Regions from separate parts of the Mus musculus genome. Here regions 2, 3, 4 and 5 are each linked to region 1. The links are chromatin contacts, called in public HiChIP or PLAC-seq and promoter capture Hi-C maps. All regions are on one chromosome and are shown on one strand. The core of a region is the stretch at or near the end of the contact, and the rest is flanking DNA. Distances in the headings are between cores, read along the strand shown. Region 1 holds the start of Dguok (deoxyguanosine kinase). Region 2 overlaps M1ap (meiosis 1 associated protein). Region 3 holds the start of Loxl3 (lysyl oxidase-like 3). Region 4 holds the start of Dqx1 (DEAQ RNA-dependent ATPase). Region 5 holds the start of Tex261 (testis expressed gene 261).

Region 1 (2,706 bases), core at 139-2,638:
ACAGGGGCAGTTAAGTATTTCCCAGCTCTGATTTTATACAAGCAAAGAAATGTAATCGGTATTTCTGCACAGTGATGGTTACTGGTGTGTGGCAGTGGCAATGGATAGAATTTAGCGGCTCCGATCTCCACGAGAATCCTACCTAGATTATAGTTGTTGTAGCCAAGGCTAAGTGCAGTGGTCAGAGGACACCTTTCAGGTGGTGGTTCTCTCATTTCACCACGTGGGACCTGAGGATTGTGACCCTGTGGTGAACAGGCTTAGCAGCAAGTGCCTTTAGTCAACTTGCAAGCCCCCTCCTCCTTTTTGAGCTAGTCTCGTACATCCCAAGATGGCCTCCAATGCACTGTGTAGCCAAGGATGACTGAACTTCTGAGCCTCCTACCTCCACCTCTCAAGTTCTAGGATTACAGGCGTGTGCCACCATACTGGAGTTCTCTGCTCCAGATCCAGCCCACAGCTTTGTGTGTGCTAGGCTCCACAGGTCACATCTTTCCAACAACTGCAGGACTGTAGATTTTATGTTTCAGAAAGTCTCTTCCATGCCTCCTCTCCCCTCACTCACTGCATATAGTCCTGTACATGTCTCCTCTCCAGGATTCATTCTTACAGAGCCAATACCATGCTTAATCCAACTCGTTATCCTGATGAGATTCCTCCAAGTGAACATTTACCTATTTAAAGGTCAAAATAAAATGGGGTGTGATAAAATAAATGGTCCAACATTGTGCTGACAGTTACACAGGATGCGAAACATTACTTGTGTAAGTTATTGGATTGTTCCCTTCCTGCTTAAAACAGTCCAGTCTCTTCCTGTAGGCAATAAAGTCCCAAAGTATGGAGGAAGAAGGCATTTATCTTAGGGCCAGTGAGACGGCTCAGCAGGTAAAAACACTAGCTGCCAAGACTGATAGCCTGAGTTTGAGCAGACTCTTATAAGTCGTCCTGACCTCTACAAGTGCGCCATTAATGAGTAAGTAAAATGATACGTAATGAGCATGCTGGAACACACATTGTAGGCTCACCACTTGGGACGGGGAGGCAGGAGGACCAACTGCACTACATGAGACCTTGTCTCAAAATATCAAAATAAATAAGTATAACAAGATTTTTGTTGTTCTGTTTTTCAAGACAGGGTTTCTTTGTGTAGCCCTGACTGTCCTGCGACTCACCCTGTACACCATACTAATATGCAATATACACATATTAATTAAAACGATGAGAGGGCTACGGACGCCTGAACTCTACTTCAGCACACCCTCCTACACCACAACACCGAGACACTCCCACATCGTCCCTGCAAATGTCGCGAGAACAGAGCAGCTCCTGCGGCCTCACCCGCCTAGAGAGCTAAAACCAGCCACTTCCTGCCTGACGGCCCTCTGACGTCAAAGGTGCGCTGGCGTCGCTTGATCGCAGGCGGAAGTGCTCTCGGCGGAAGTGCCCGCCTTGCTCGGCTTGGGTAGGATGGCTGCAGGTCGGTTCCTTCTGCGTCGTCTCCGAGCGTCTTTCCGTTCCCCGCTGCGGAACGCGCTCGTGGACGCGCCACACGCCAGGGCCATGCACGACGGGGGCGGCCCCCGAAGGCTCTGCATTGAAGGCAACATCGGTAAGGGCCAGAAAGTGGCTGTCGAGCCTTGGCCTCCGCCGAGTAGGTGGCTGAGAGGCTGGGAAAAGAAGTTGGCCTCAGATCTGTCCCACCCTGCCCACCTGACCCCTTCTGCTGCCACCGCCCAACCTGCCGGCCGGTTCTGCATGTCAGGCCTTTCTCCCACAGTGCACCGCGGGTTTTGATTTTGGGAGACATTGGGCCCCAGTACCCGCCCACCTACTCACCCACGGGGACGTAATAGCCTGACGCAGGCTTTAGATAGCCCCAGAATTATACTGGTTTACTGGCATGTTTCATTCGCTAGAAATAGATGCGACAGTGTGCCGGTTCTTTTCCTAAAATAGCATCACCAGATTTAGCAAAAATAAAAATAAATGTCCAGTTTACATAGTTTAAGATAATTTTGGTGTGTCACATGCAGTATTTGGGGCATACACTTAAAAAATGAGCCATTGTTTATTTAGACTTTTTTTTTTTTTTTTTTTCCCCTGAGACAAGGTTTCTCTGTGTAGCGTTGACTGTCCTGGAACCCGCTCTGTAGACCAGGCTGGCCTAGAACTCAGAAGAGATCCGCCTGCCCCTTGCCTCCCTTGTGCTGGGATTAAGGGGATGTGGCACCACCGCCTGGCTTAGATCAATTCTTAACAGATTCCATTTTCACTATTTTGCTGTACCCCCATGTTAATTGCACTACAAATTATTATGACAGTGTTCTATTGTTTTGAAACAGTCACTGTGTAGCCCTAGCTGGCTTGGATCTTGCTATTTAGACCAAGCTGGGCTCAAACTCACAGAAAGTTGCCTGCCTGGTTAGGAAGGATCATGCTTCTTAAATTTAGAAATAGATACTTATTATATATTTTGTTATAAGTAACCCAGTATCTTAAAAAACAAAAAAGCAACATGGAAGGAAAATGGCTCAACTCACTGTTGCTGAATTCTGAGGGTACTTAGCTCTGCACAGATGCTGATAATGCTATCAGGTGTGGGCTGCTCAAGACATTCTAGCAGCAAATAGTTTCTCGTTTTATTCATTCAGCAAATCGCCCTTTGAGTGTCTTCTCTGTGCTGGCACTGTTCCTTGACCCTACGGA
Region 2 (2,706 bases), core at 58-2,557, 490 kb after region 1:
GTGAGCCGTCGCCCATGCTGGTGTGGGTTTTTGGTAATGCAGCTGTCTCTGAGTCATTTCTGTTCCTGTAAGTAACCCCTTGCCCATATTCCCCTAAGGAATCCCAATAGAACTCATTGATTCACCAAACTGGACTTTAGTGGTGTCTCTACTTTGGTCTGTCATCAATTTCCTATGTAGAATGGAGAGATGTTTGTTCTTGTCTCCAAGAACTGTTATCATATAATATAAAGACAGAGAATACTATTGATCAGAAAGACTGGGTAAATCTTTTCTGATGAAAGTCAGATACCCAAATAAAACAAACTTTGAGGAAGACAGAAATGGAGCAAATTTCAGAACAGAACAGAACAGAACAGAACAAAACAAAACAAAAAACCAGGGAATGGAAAGTACACTTCTGACTGCATTTGACTAAGGCTTAAAGCATTGTGCAAAGTGTAGATGGAAAGGTTATGTAACTTTTACAGCCGAGGAGCCTGATAGGTTGACACCAATGGCTAGGATCTGATTAGTGCAGCATGTGTCTTGTCCAGAAAGCTGCTGCAAATGAAGAGGTGGAGGAGAGGGAATATCAAACACACTCACCTATACTCTGACTTGTGCGGAAGCTCATGAACCTGGCAGTGAAAACACGGAGTGGCTGGGGTGAATTAGAGACTGTGCTGTGTGTGTGTAGTCGGGTGACAAAGGTGGATGAGAGCTCATGATAACAACTACGTCTGCATCTAGAGATCACCTCAGACCGCTTCTCCCTCCCAGGACAGTCAGAGAAGCTAGATAGTGTGGAATCTATGTTATGTGAAGAGAATACAATGGGAAATGTATAAAGCTGGTCCTTGAATACTGACAAAGAAGTACAGATTTAATGGTACAATTATAGTCTCTAGAGGAGAAAGATCCAGAGAGAGGTAGGAATTAGGCTAGCTCCATTTCCCTGAGGGCATACGTTGACTTTGAGTGGGAGGGGATGGTGGTAGTCATAGTGGTGGAGCTCAGAATCTAGGATTCCTATCTGTTAAGAGATGTTTACAAGGAAGCAGATCTTTTGGCAGAGATCTGCTGGTGGGGTAGGGTGTGACTCAAGCCAGTTTTCCACTTAGGACATTTGTGATATACTAGAGTTAAATGGATTTGGAGGCAGAAATTCGTGAGAGAAGCTAAGTGTTTAAGGAGACTTGGGTGGAAATGATCAGGGTTGAGACCTTTTAGGGTGAGGAGAGACACGCAGCACACCAGGCTTGTCGCTGAAAGCTCTGGAAGATAGGCTGAGCTGTAGCAGGATGGCTGCCCAGCTGTGACTCAGCACGGTACCCGAGTGCTCTATCTGCCTGGTGCAGGGAAGGGCGAGCCCTCTCTACCAACTGAAGCCTCTATAATACACTTATTCACAAGGTGAGGCTTTTACTAAATATTGTTATGTTAAAAAAAAAAAGTCATGTAGGACTGTAAGTTTGAAAACCAAAAGACAAAAGAAAGAATAAAAACAAAGGCACCGATTAAGGCTTAACCGTAAAGAGTCTTAAATGCTTAAAACTGCATGTGTTTGTTTGTATGGGTGTATGTGTGAGTGTGTTTGTGTGTCTGTGTGAGTTGTGTGTGTTTGTGTGTATGTGTGTGTGTGTGAAAGAGAGAGGAGAGAGGTGGGGGTGGGTGGGGTGTGGGAGTGATTGCAAGTATAGATTCTCTCCACTGTGGAGGTCCCAGGGATCAAATTCTGGTCATTAGGCTTGAACTGACTCCTGTAAGTTGTCCTCTGATCTTTACATTTGTGAGTGAGTTCTCACACACACAGACACACATACACACACACAAACAATGTAATGATATTGAAAGGAAACAATAAGAGCCAGGCACGATGAGACATGCCTTTAATCCCAGCGCTCAGGAAGCAGCAGCAGGTGGATCACTGTGAGTTCGAGGCCAGCCTGGTCTATATAGCAATTACAGGAAGGCCAAGACTATGTAGACGCTGTCTGAAAAAATCAAAACAGGAAAAAAAGAAAACAGGAGGAAACAAATGGAAATTATAAAAGTAGTAGCCAACAACTCTGTGTAAACCACACGCCAGATATGTGCCAGGTTTACACATGTAGTTCTAAGCACTCAAAAATATGCAAGGCACTTTTTATAGTTTCGGTTAGATGTGACAGAGACAAGAGCTGCTAGCGTGTCTCAGATGTGCCTCTTCCCTTTCTTTCTCTCCTGCTGACCGCTCACAGAAGCCTTGCTAGCGCTGGCCTTGAATATTTTACACAAGACCTCACAATGCTGCAAATTATGTCAGAGAAGCTAAGTCAGTGTAGACTCTGTGGCTGAGTGGGAGGAGGAAGGCAAAGAACAGGCCCAGAGGATGTGGTGAGAGTGACTGTGTGTGCACGCATGTGTGTAAAAGGGCTTAGGGACAGCATCTCTGGGTTACAGATAATTATTGAGTGAAGGAGAAAAGTCTATTCATTTCTATGCCATTGTAGTTATAAGAGGGCTCTTCTCTGGTGTTTTTGAAAACACAAATTAATTAGTTAAAAATTTCTTTTGGGTCACTGAATAATGTTTTTTAATATGTCATCCTGTAGGCACTAGACCGCAGGAGGTCACTGTGTTTGTTAGGGTTCTGAACACACAAATACACCATAGTTAGAGATGTGATTATGTTTCTGAAGTTCACAGTCAGGAAGCAATAAAGGAGCAGACTGAGGGCTATCA
Region 3 (2,706 bases), core at 93-2,592, 470 kb after region 1:
CTGCACAGACAGTGTAGCAGCAGTAGTCCCCATGGGCAGCAATACCACACACTGACAGCTCTCATGGCGGGTGGGGCCCAAGGAGGGGGGCACTAAGGGACAGAGAAGGAGAGACACACACACTGAATGAGGGTAGGAACACAAAGAAAACAGGCACAGCCCTAGAGACCTAGATTGGGGGCGAGGGAGACTCTCCTTTCCCTTTGCAAATAATAAAACTTATAACTTGTGGTTAGTGTCCCACCATAACCTTCCCTGGTTTGGCCATCATTACCACCAACACCATCATCTCTATTTACTTTCATCCATGGGGTGGGTATGGGTTAGAGATGGAGAGTCTACGGATGGGTTGGGTAAACAGAGATATTGGGAAGAGACACAGAGAGGACGACCCAGACAGGATGTGACAGGAAGGGAGACTGTGGGAACGAAGGGGAAAAAACAGAAAGGCACGGGGTGAGAGACACATTGAATATGGATAGATGGTTTTAATCAAACCAAAAAAACCAAAGCACAGAGTAATGGGGAATGACACAGAGAGGCAAAAACCATGAGGAGAGGGAATAAAAGCCAAGGTGCAGGCACAGGAGAAATGACAGCAAGACCCATGCAGTTAGACAGACAGATGGCATCACAGGCAAGGGGAGCCTGGGAGCCCAGCCCTGGAAATCTCAGCACTATGAATGAGAAGACTCTTCAGTTTCCTATGGGGGCAGATGCCCATGCAGGAAGGGCCGAGGCTAACCGGAGTAGGAGAACCTTCTGCCACCCTCCCTAGCACATGGGCTGGCAAATATGCTGCAGGGTCAGGGACTCCAGGAGACCTAGGCTTCAAGCTGGGCAGGGTTTGGTATGGAGTTATCCAAGCTCCCTGGAACACCTCTTTTTCTGTCACTGGGCAACCAGAAGCTAGGGCTAGCTCCCCAGCTCAGGCCTTCTCTATCCGAGGCTGAAAACAGTCCTCCACAGTAAGGGGGGCCCTCCATTGCTTCCCCCAACTCAGACAAGACAGCTTTGTTCTGGGGGCATTTGGCTCCGAAGCCCTGGTGTTCAGCGTAGGGCCTGCAAATTGCACCCTGAAGCCTCCATCCCCAACAGTTTGCTCAGCTTTCCACTCTTCTGTTTCGCTCCTTGACCAATAATAAAACTGTCAGTTGGTTGGCTTTCCCGACTCCATCCCAAATCAGCGTTTCTCCTGGTCCACCATCCTCTCCATCCCCAACTCCTCTTCCCGCTGGCCAGCAGTAACTCCCCTACCTTCGACTAGGCACAACTCCAGAGGCTGGAAGCAGAGTCCTGGTCCTGGAGATTACTTTCAGGACTTCTCAGAAAAAAAGTGTTCGGCCAGGGGAGACTGGACCCCCCCTTCCTCTCCCCTCTTCGTTGGTCCCTCCCACGTCCCCTAGAGCCCTCCCACATTCCGCTTTCTCCCTCCATTCCGGCCAGGCCAGTTCCCTCCTCTAGATCTTCCCCTCCCCTGTGGAGCTGGCTGCAGCCACGCCACCCCCTCCCACTCCTCCCGGCTCAATGAAGCTTTCTTTTCCCGCAGGTTGGAGGCCCGGCAGCCGTATTCAGGGTGCTTGACTTGCAAACGGTTTCGGGACAGCAGGACGGCCCCTGTGGCAACGGGAAGCTTTCCAGCCCGTAGCCGTTCCTCCACATCCCCAACTAGACAGAGTATCAACAACAGTCCAGTCCAATTCCCGGGCTGGGCCATGAGAAAAGGTCCCACAAAGAAAACTATTGTCCCGATGGCTCCCTTGGTCATTATGGCGCCCCCGAGGTGCCTGCAGGTGATGTCACGGCCTTCACTCTGATGTCACGTTAAACATATGTCGTCACTCTCAGCTTCCACCCCCCAGGCACTAGGGCCCCTGGTTGGTGATCACCGCTTCCCTGAGTGGTGCCACTGTGTGCACCACTAAAGATAAAGGCTTTAGTGAGCTCTCCCTGAGTTCTTCCTGATGGCTCGTTTTCCTCCAAGCCCTCCGCTCCCCCATCACCGCCGCAGGGGCCGGGGAGGGGCGGGCACGCCTCCGGCACCCTGCAGCCTCGCCCCGCCCCGCCCCGCCCCCAGCCCTCCGGGCCAGGAAGCGCGGAAGGAATCGCCTGGGCCATGGACGGGGCTGTGATGGAGGGTCCGCTTTTTCTGCAGAGTCAGCGCTTCGGGACCAAGGTAGTTTGTTTGTGGCGTGGGGGATGGCGAAACCCCTCTGGACTAGAAGTGGGTGAAAGAATCCAGAAAGAGGGAAGGGGCCGGAAGAAGGTCGGAACGGCGCGCGGGCAATTGTAGATCCCCAAGACGTTCCCTTAAAAGTCTCGGGCTGTGCCCTCCTTGGTGCGGTCTTGGGATGCCATTATCTTTGGGAAAGTAGCTCAGCCTGGGAAGCCCCAGACTCAGATCGGCCTTCATGGGTCTCTTCTTCCTTGTGGGGCGCGTGCTACCACCGCGCACTCTCGAGTCTTTCGTTCTTTCCCAGAGGTGGAGGAAAACTTGGGCTGTGCTTTACCCAGCCAGTCCTCACGGCGTGGCGCGGCTGGAATTCTTTGATCACAAGGGGTCGAGCTCTAGAGGGGGTCGAGGCGGCTCTCGCCGTCTAGACTGCAAGATGATACGCCTGGCTGAATGTGTGAGCGTGGTGCCGGTGACTGTGGAGAGTCCCCCTGAGCCCGGCGCTGTTGCCTTCCGCCTGGACACCGCACAGC
Region 4 (2,706 bases), core at 98-2,597, 450 kb after region 1:
TATAAGGAGATAATAGGCAGTTGGGTTTGTCTCCACTCCACAGGGGGAGTTAAGCTCAGGTCAGACTGCAGATGGCCCACCTGAGCATGGTGTTGGGCCCAGTACAGTCTTCCTGAGGGATGCTGTATCCAATCTCATGACCCAGGGTCAGGTCCATCTCATCAGCCACCCTTGAAGCCAGGCTCATGGCTGCCAGAGGGTAGGGCTGAGTGACTGTAACCTGTCCTGTCTGGAATCCTCTGGCCAGCGCAAACTCTGCACACCACTGAGGAATCTGGGGTAGGGAGAGGGAATGTGTCAGAGGACTGGAGAACCTCAGACAACTATGGCCAGCTGAACTGGGATCCCTGAACCTTACCACCCAGTGGGTCAGCCTCGCCCACATCCCCTCTCCTTTACCCAGGCAAAAGCACATTTAACCCTGCCCTTTGTCCACTCCCAGAATCTTCCTCCACCTGGGTGCTCTTGCCAGAGCCAGGGTCCCCAGATACCAGCACCACTCCAGTGGGGCTACTCTCCAAATGCTCCAAGAACAGGAAGCGAGCAGCCCAGATGGGCAGGGCTCTACGCTGCTCAAGCAGCTCATAGTAGCAGGAGGAGAAGGGGAGCCCATCAAAGGGGTTCACAGCCAGCTCAGACTCCCCAGGACTCAGTTCAGACTCTTCTGCCAGCCCAGAGGCCATGGTGGCTGCTCATAGAACCTACGAAAAGCAGGGCAGCCAGTAAGGCCTTGGGTCTGGTGACTGATACTGAATTCCCATCTCAGCTTGATCCCCAACGTTATCCCACAGGGGAGAATGCCTTGGGGTCCATCCTTCCCAGGAAACCGTGCTGGGTGTCTCTAAGAGGACATCACCAGTGGACTTTCACCCTGTTTGTAGCTGGGATCCCTGAGTAGTAAAGATCTGTGACTAGCACAGGGACCCACGGTGGCAGCAGGAGCTACAAGAAGCAGTCATCTGTGGGAAAGGCCCAAGTGGGGAAAAGTAAGAAATCTGGAGATGAGAGAAGGGGACAGTAGGTAGGGCCATTAATGATTCTGGATTCAAACCTGCCAGCAGCTCTGGGACACGGTCAGGATGGCAGCCAGTTCTGGACACACCCAGCCAGGCACACCAACCCAGGCCTCCCTGGAGTACAAAGGTAAATTCCGGCCCCATCCGGGAGGCTGAGCTCAAACTCCAATCCCAGAGCTTTATTTTGGGGGGAGGGGCCTTTTGCTCCACCTTGGTCAGCTTAGCTAGGAACCTATGGAAAGCAGGTTCCTGATGCCACCCTGAGCTTGTATAACTGAGCCTATATGACTATAGTCATGAAATGCATTCTGGGACTTGTAGTTTTGGAGTGACAGCCTACACTATAATTGAGCTGGGATCCAGTTGTTTTGTCTTCAGTTTAGTGTAATTTCACAGTTCCATTTTGACCATTCTCACCCATATTGTAGTCTTCAACCCAGGAAAAGAAACCTGCTCAAGGGGCTTTTGAAACCCAAAGAGGCAACAGAGACCTTGAGTGAAAACCCTGAATTTAATGTGAGATTGGGGGAGCCCCATCCCTCCCTTTTTACCACCCACTCATCCGGCCTGTTGTTAGCTGGGTGAGGGCTGCCCCCAGTCTCCGTCCTGCGGCTCTGGGTACCATCCTGTTCCTTTGGGCTCATTCAGCCTCCTGGGCCTGTCTCTCTCTGAATCTCCTGTGGGACATGGGGGAGAGAGTGTATAGGCTTTGTCACATCAGCTTCATCAGGCCTTTCTCCAACTTGTTCTTTCTCACATATTGTCCTCTAACCCTCTCACCTTCTTGCATATTCATACAGTGCCTGCTTGCGCTCCTGCAGGCTCTCCTGACGGGCCCAGGAAGACTTGGCAAACGTTAGGGCTGTGGGCTGAGGGGTCGCCAGGCCCGAGCTGGGGAACTGAGGTGATCACAATGTCAGAGGGCTTGCGAAGTCATCATCATTATACACCCATCGAATGCCTACTTTGCAAGAGAGGCACTGTGCTAGGGTCTCAACATCAAGGCGAGAAGTCAGGGAGAGGGAGCAGAGACTGCCCAGACCTGCCCTTAAGTCTTGGCCTTGACTACTCCAGGTCTCACCTTTGGGGCAGAGGGTGCAGGCGGGGACTGAGATCCCTCAGTGACATCTTCAGGCATGAAAGCCACAGCCCCCTCGAGCAGGTTTGTGATGGTCAAGTCTACACACCCAGTCCTGGCTGGGAAGAGAGGGGCAGAGTGTCCACTCCCTGTACCCCTTCTCTGTTGAGACCCATTTTCCTGTGTCTGCCATTCTGTGATGCTACCCTTTCCCATACCCAGGTCTCTCTGGATGACATTCAATGGCACATGGGGCAGAACCTCCTTGACTCTGTGAGCGAGAGTGGTCAGCTGCACATCAGAAGAAGGGCTGGGAGGAGAAGGAAAAGAAGACTGCACTGTTTAAAAGAAAAAAAAATGAGGTGAGTGGATTACTGAGAGAGGCAGACACGCGTAAGGAGGGAAGCAAAACCACCAAGCGCAGCAAGCATCTTTGTGCCCAGATCACACACCTGACTGGGGGCGTAATCTGGGGTGTCTTTGTCGCTTCATGTGTTCTGCTTTGTCTGCTGGAGTGAGCCGTGTCCCTATCTGGCCCAATTCTTTGGCCACCAGCTAGGGAGAATTGGAAGGTTATAGCTGTAGCCTCGTCAGGTCTTCTTCCCCTTCTCC
Region 5 (2,706 bases), core at 73-2,572, 270 kb before region 1:
TACCAGGATGGGACTTGTTTTGACTAAAATTCATATCTTAACTTGTTAACCAGGATGTCAGCTGCCCACATACCTGTCTCTCTCTGCCAATTAGGAAGTCAGTTCCCAGGGAAGTCTTGGGAACTTAAACTTTACTTGACCCCTACTCAAAATGGAGGGGGGGTCTTATTTTAAATAGTTTCTTATATCTCTTATGTTGGGGTTCATCCCAGGGGCAGCTTATAACAGCAAATCCCATAAAAGCTTATAGTCAGGTGCAGAAAGTATTGTTGGATGGTCACTTCAGACCCAAACTTGCTGTGAGTAACCATGCAAAGCATTTCTATTTAGATTGGTTTCCCAGGGCACAGAACAAAACAGAATACATAACCAATCCTGGCATTAGAAAGTTTCCTAGTAACAGTAGAAACATGAGCAAGTTTCCTTATAATGGCAGGCTGGCCAGGTGACAGTTACCTAGGCCTTAATATTGTACCTAGTCCTTAACATATAATATCTACCATTCCAGCACTCAAAACTACTTAGTGTCACCAAGGCCAGCCTGGAGGCACATAAGGCTGTTTCAAAAAAAGAAAAGATCTTTGCATGATGTTTCTACACCTTTAATCCCAGGATTTGGGATAAAGCAGAGGCAGGCTGGTCTCTGTGAGTTCAAGGTTAGCCTGATTTACATAGCAGGTTGCAGGACTACATAGAGACCCTTAATCAAAACAGACAAAACCAAAACCAAAGTTATATTTTGCCCTAGTACGGAGACTCCACACATCTGAAACCCTACCAATTGAGAGCTGGAGATGGGAGAGTTGACAGTTCAAAGGCCAGCCTGAGCTATGAGACCCTCCCTTTCTGAAAATAACAAACAAAAAGTTTGTTTGAGATAAGAGGCTTGTTGGCACTCTGAGCTTACCTGTGTCAGCCACTAGGTGGTGCTCTCTCAGATGATTACCTGCGGTGTCGCAAGTACAGTCAGTGCTTAGCTGTTGCTTTAGTCCCCACGCAAAAGTGAAGACCTGCATTGCAAAAGACCTCAGCCTAGAGGGAGAGTTAAGGCTGAAGGTGACCATTTAAAGGCACCTGGGATTCCAGATTATGCGGCTTCCTAGTGTGTGACCTGAGAGAAGGGAATCTTCCTCTCCCAGAAAATTAGGATCCAAGGCTGTGCGGAGCAGGCTTGAGCCAGGATTGGTTCCAATCAATCTGGGCTCTGTGTAGGCGCTCCGTACCGGGTGCAGCGCGATTTCGATCCTCCGAGCCGGTTAGCGGCGCTCGCGGGCTTGGCGGGGGCGCAGGGGCCGCGGCGCTCCGCCCTGCTCCTCTCGGCGTCCTCTGGGCGGGGACAGCACGGCGGCGGCCGCTCAGTGTCGCGGGAGCCGGACCGCGCAGGCCCGTCCCGGCGGCCCGGGGGGCGCCATGTGGTTCATGTACGTGCTGAGCTGGCTGTCGCTGTTCATCCAGGTGGCATTCATCACTCTGGCCGTCGGTGAGAGCGCTGACCCGGGCCGCGCGCGCCCCGATGCCCCGAGCCGCCAACCGCTGCTGCTCTTTGCAGCTGGGCGCTGACGACCCCGAGCTGGTCCTACTGGACCTCTGCGGAACCTTCCGGTGGGGATGCTTGGTTCCCGAGACGCATCCTTGCTCTTGGAGCCCTGAGCTCCCTACTCAGCCTGTCCCCTCCAGCTGGGACAGGGGGAAGGCCCCTGTCTGTCTCACCCGGCTGTGTGCTAGTGTACAGCACCCGGCCTGTAAACTAAGTGTTCTGCAGGTGTTGATTGACGAGTGAAGTTTAAGGTTCCCGGAACAGAGGTTAACTTTATGCTGTGCGGTCAAATCCAATATTTCTACAGTTGTCTTGGCAAAGTTCTATCTACTTGTGCAGATGAGAAGGACATCCCAGGGGTGCTTTGGCTTGTTCCCGACTTCCTGGAGTCTGAGGAGGGTTGGTGGGGGACTACAGGATGAGCAGGCTGGTGGGAGTGTCCCTGGCTGATCTCTTCCTGTTTGTCCCCCTCCCTCTGGGACCCCCTTCTCCTACCCAGCGGCTGGACTGTACTACCTTGCAGAGCTGATAGAAGAGTACACGGTGGCCACCAGCCGAATCATCAAATACATGATCTGGGTAAGTGGCCGCTTTTCCCTGGAGTAGTCACCCAGGGCTTGTTTGCCCTACATCAGAAACAGGAAGTGGGGACTGTTTGAGCTGGGGCTGTTTTGGTGCTGAGAACCCAGGATCTGAGGGTGTCCCACTTGCTTCCCTGCCCTGCAGTCTGCACTCCTGGGTCCAGATCACCCCTGGCCCTCCAGCCTCAGGTGGCATAGTTTCACAACCTACTGCCATTCCTTAAGGTGACAGTGCAGATATTTCATTGATAGGTATTCATGGCTTCGCTTTCCTGTGTCTGTCTCACAGTGTCCACGGTCTCTAACACCAGGTCCCCAATCCCAGCCCAGGCTTAGAACTTATAGGGACAATAAGGACAGTTTGTAACGCTTAGTTAGCTATTGCCCTCTCTCCACTCAGTGTCATTTGTCCTAAGGGAGAATGTCCAGCCCTTTCTCTTCCCTCATGGAGGTTTCTTTTCCTGAAGACTTGGTCCCTGTCCCTGTTAGAGAGGCTGTGAGGAAGACTGAGGTGCGGGGGGGGGGGGGGGGGAGGATACCTTTGGACAGAAAAGTTCACCTTTCAGTCGCCTAAAGTCTGCAGCTACT

The links. Promoter capture Hi-C pulls out the DNA fragments that hold promoters and counts their contacts. HiChIP or PLAC-seq counts read pairs in DNA pulled down with a chosen protein or histone mark.
Region 2: a contact with region 1 is called in a FOXA1 HiChIP or PLAC-seq map of pancreatic cancer cells. The contact joins the enhancer-like site here to the promoter of Dguok in region 1. A contact is called at or near these places in 4 of 39 promoter capture datasets (the 3T3-L1 cell line, the C10 cell line, liver and 1 more), 2 of 484 Hi-C or Micro-C datasets (erythroblasts and rod photoreceptor), 4 of 115 datasets of contacts at active chromatin or transcription factors (bone marrow-derived dendritic cells, embryonic stem cells, microglia and 1 more) and 1 of 9 other capture datasets (adipose tissue).
Region 3: a promoter capture Hi-C map of neural stem cells shows a contact between it and region 1. The contact joins the promoter of Loxl3 here to the promoter of Dguok in region 1. A contact is called at or near these places in 4 of 39 promoter capture datasets (the 3T3-L1 cell line, liver, neural stem cells and 1 more), 5 of 484 Hi-C or Micro-C datasets (B cells, embryonic stem cells, muscle stem cells and 1 more), 7 of 115 datasets of contacts at active chromatin or transcription factors (embryonic forebrain, embryonic stem cells, extraembryonic endoderm stem cells and 2 more) and 2 of 9 other capture datasets (adipose tissue and liver).
Region 4: an H3K27ac HiChIP or PLAC-seq map of embryonic stem cells shows a contact between it and region 1, with 3 times the contacts expected there. The contact joins the promoter of Dqx1 here to the promoter of Dguok in region 1. A contact is called at or near these places in 3 of 39 promoter capture datasets (erythroid cells, liver and neutrophils), 4 of 484 Hi-C or Micro-C datasets (CD8 T cells, double positive thymocytes, embryonic stem cells and 1 more), 10 of 115 datasets of contacts at active chromatin or transcription factors (the SCID.adh cell line, astrocytes, bone marrow-derived dendritic cells and 6 more) and 3 of 9 other capture datasets (adipose tissue, liver and pancreatic islet).
Region 5: an H3K27ac HiChIP or PLAC-seq map of embryonic stem cells shows a contact between it and region 1, with 4 times the contacts expected there. The contact joins the promoter of Tex261 here to the promoter of Dguok in region 1. A contact is called at or near these places in 1 of 39 promoter capture datasets (neural stem cells), 3 of 484 Hi-C or Micro-C datasets (embryonic stem cells, neutrophils and uterus), 5 of 115 datasets of contacts at active chromatin or transcription factors (the SCID.adh cell line, embryonic stem cells, extraembryonic endoderm stem cells and 2 more) and 2 of 9 other capture datasets (liver and pancreatic islet).

Annotation. Positions count from the first base shown.
Region 1 is chr6:83,505,651-83,508,356 of GRCm38.p6, reverse strand. It overlaps Dguok (deoxyguanosine kinase), which reads left to right and starts at 1,388. Exons shown (of 7, transcript NM_013764.2): 1 at 1,388-1,609. The coding sequence starts at 1,468.
Region 2 is chr6:83,013,247-83,015,952 of GRCm38.p6, reverse strand. All of the region lies in intron 7 of M1ap (meiosis 1 associated protein), which reads right to left. All of the region lies in intron 2 of Gm32644 (a long non-coding RNA gene), which reads left to right. Among named protein-coding and RNA genes, the nearest start is that of Gm32644, 7.9 kb to the left of the region's middle. Within about 2 kb of position 1,307, at least 157 of the 459 cell types and tissues checked have an H3K27ac peak or open chromatin away from gene starts, as enhancers often do. A contact at or near this core is called in bone marrow-derived dendritic cells, erythroblasts and pancreatic cancer cells, where this site is marked.
Region 3 is chr6:83,032,841-83,035,546 of GRCm38.p6, reverse strand. It overlaps Loxl3 (lysyl oxidase-like 3), which reads right to left and starts at 1,342. Exons shown (of 14, transcript NM_013586.5): 1 at 1,258-1,342; 2 at 1-92. The coding sequence starts at 65. It overlaps Dok1 (docking protein 1), which reads left to right and starts at 2,076. Exons shown (of 5, transcript NM_010070.4): 1 at 2,076-2,176; 2 at 2,481-2,706. The coding sequence starts at 2,117.
Region 4 is chr6:83,056,485-83,059,190 of GRCm38.p6, reverse strand. Dqx1 (DEAQ RNA-dependent ATPase) reads right to left here and starts at 1,347. Exons shown (of 12, transcript NM_033606.3): 1 at 1,052-1,347; 2 at 456-761; 3 at 81-274. The coding sequence starts at 683. It overlaps Aup1 (ancient ubiquitous protein 1), which reads right to left. Exons shown (of 12, transcript NM_007517.4): 8 at 2,547-2,649; 9 at 2,313-2,432; 10 at 2,098-2,213; 11 at 1,797-1,915; 12 at 1,509-1,693. The coding sequence ends at 1,657.
Region 5 is chr6:83,774,428-83,777,133 of GRCm38.p6, reverse strand. It overlaps Tex261 (testis expressed gene 261), which reads left to right and starts at 1,322. Exons shown (of 6, transcript NM_009357.2): 1 at 1,322-1,480; 2 at 2,037-2,116. The coding sequence starts at 1,411. Gm52907 (predicted gene, 52907) reads right to left here and starts at 1,199. Exons shown (of 2, transcript NR_168047.1): 1 at 908-1,199.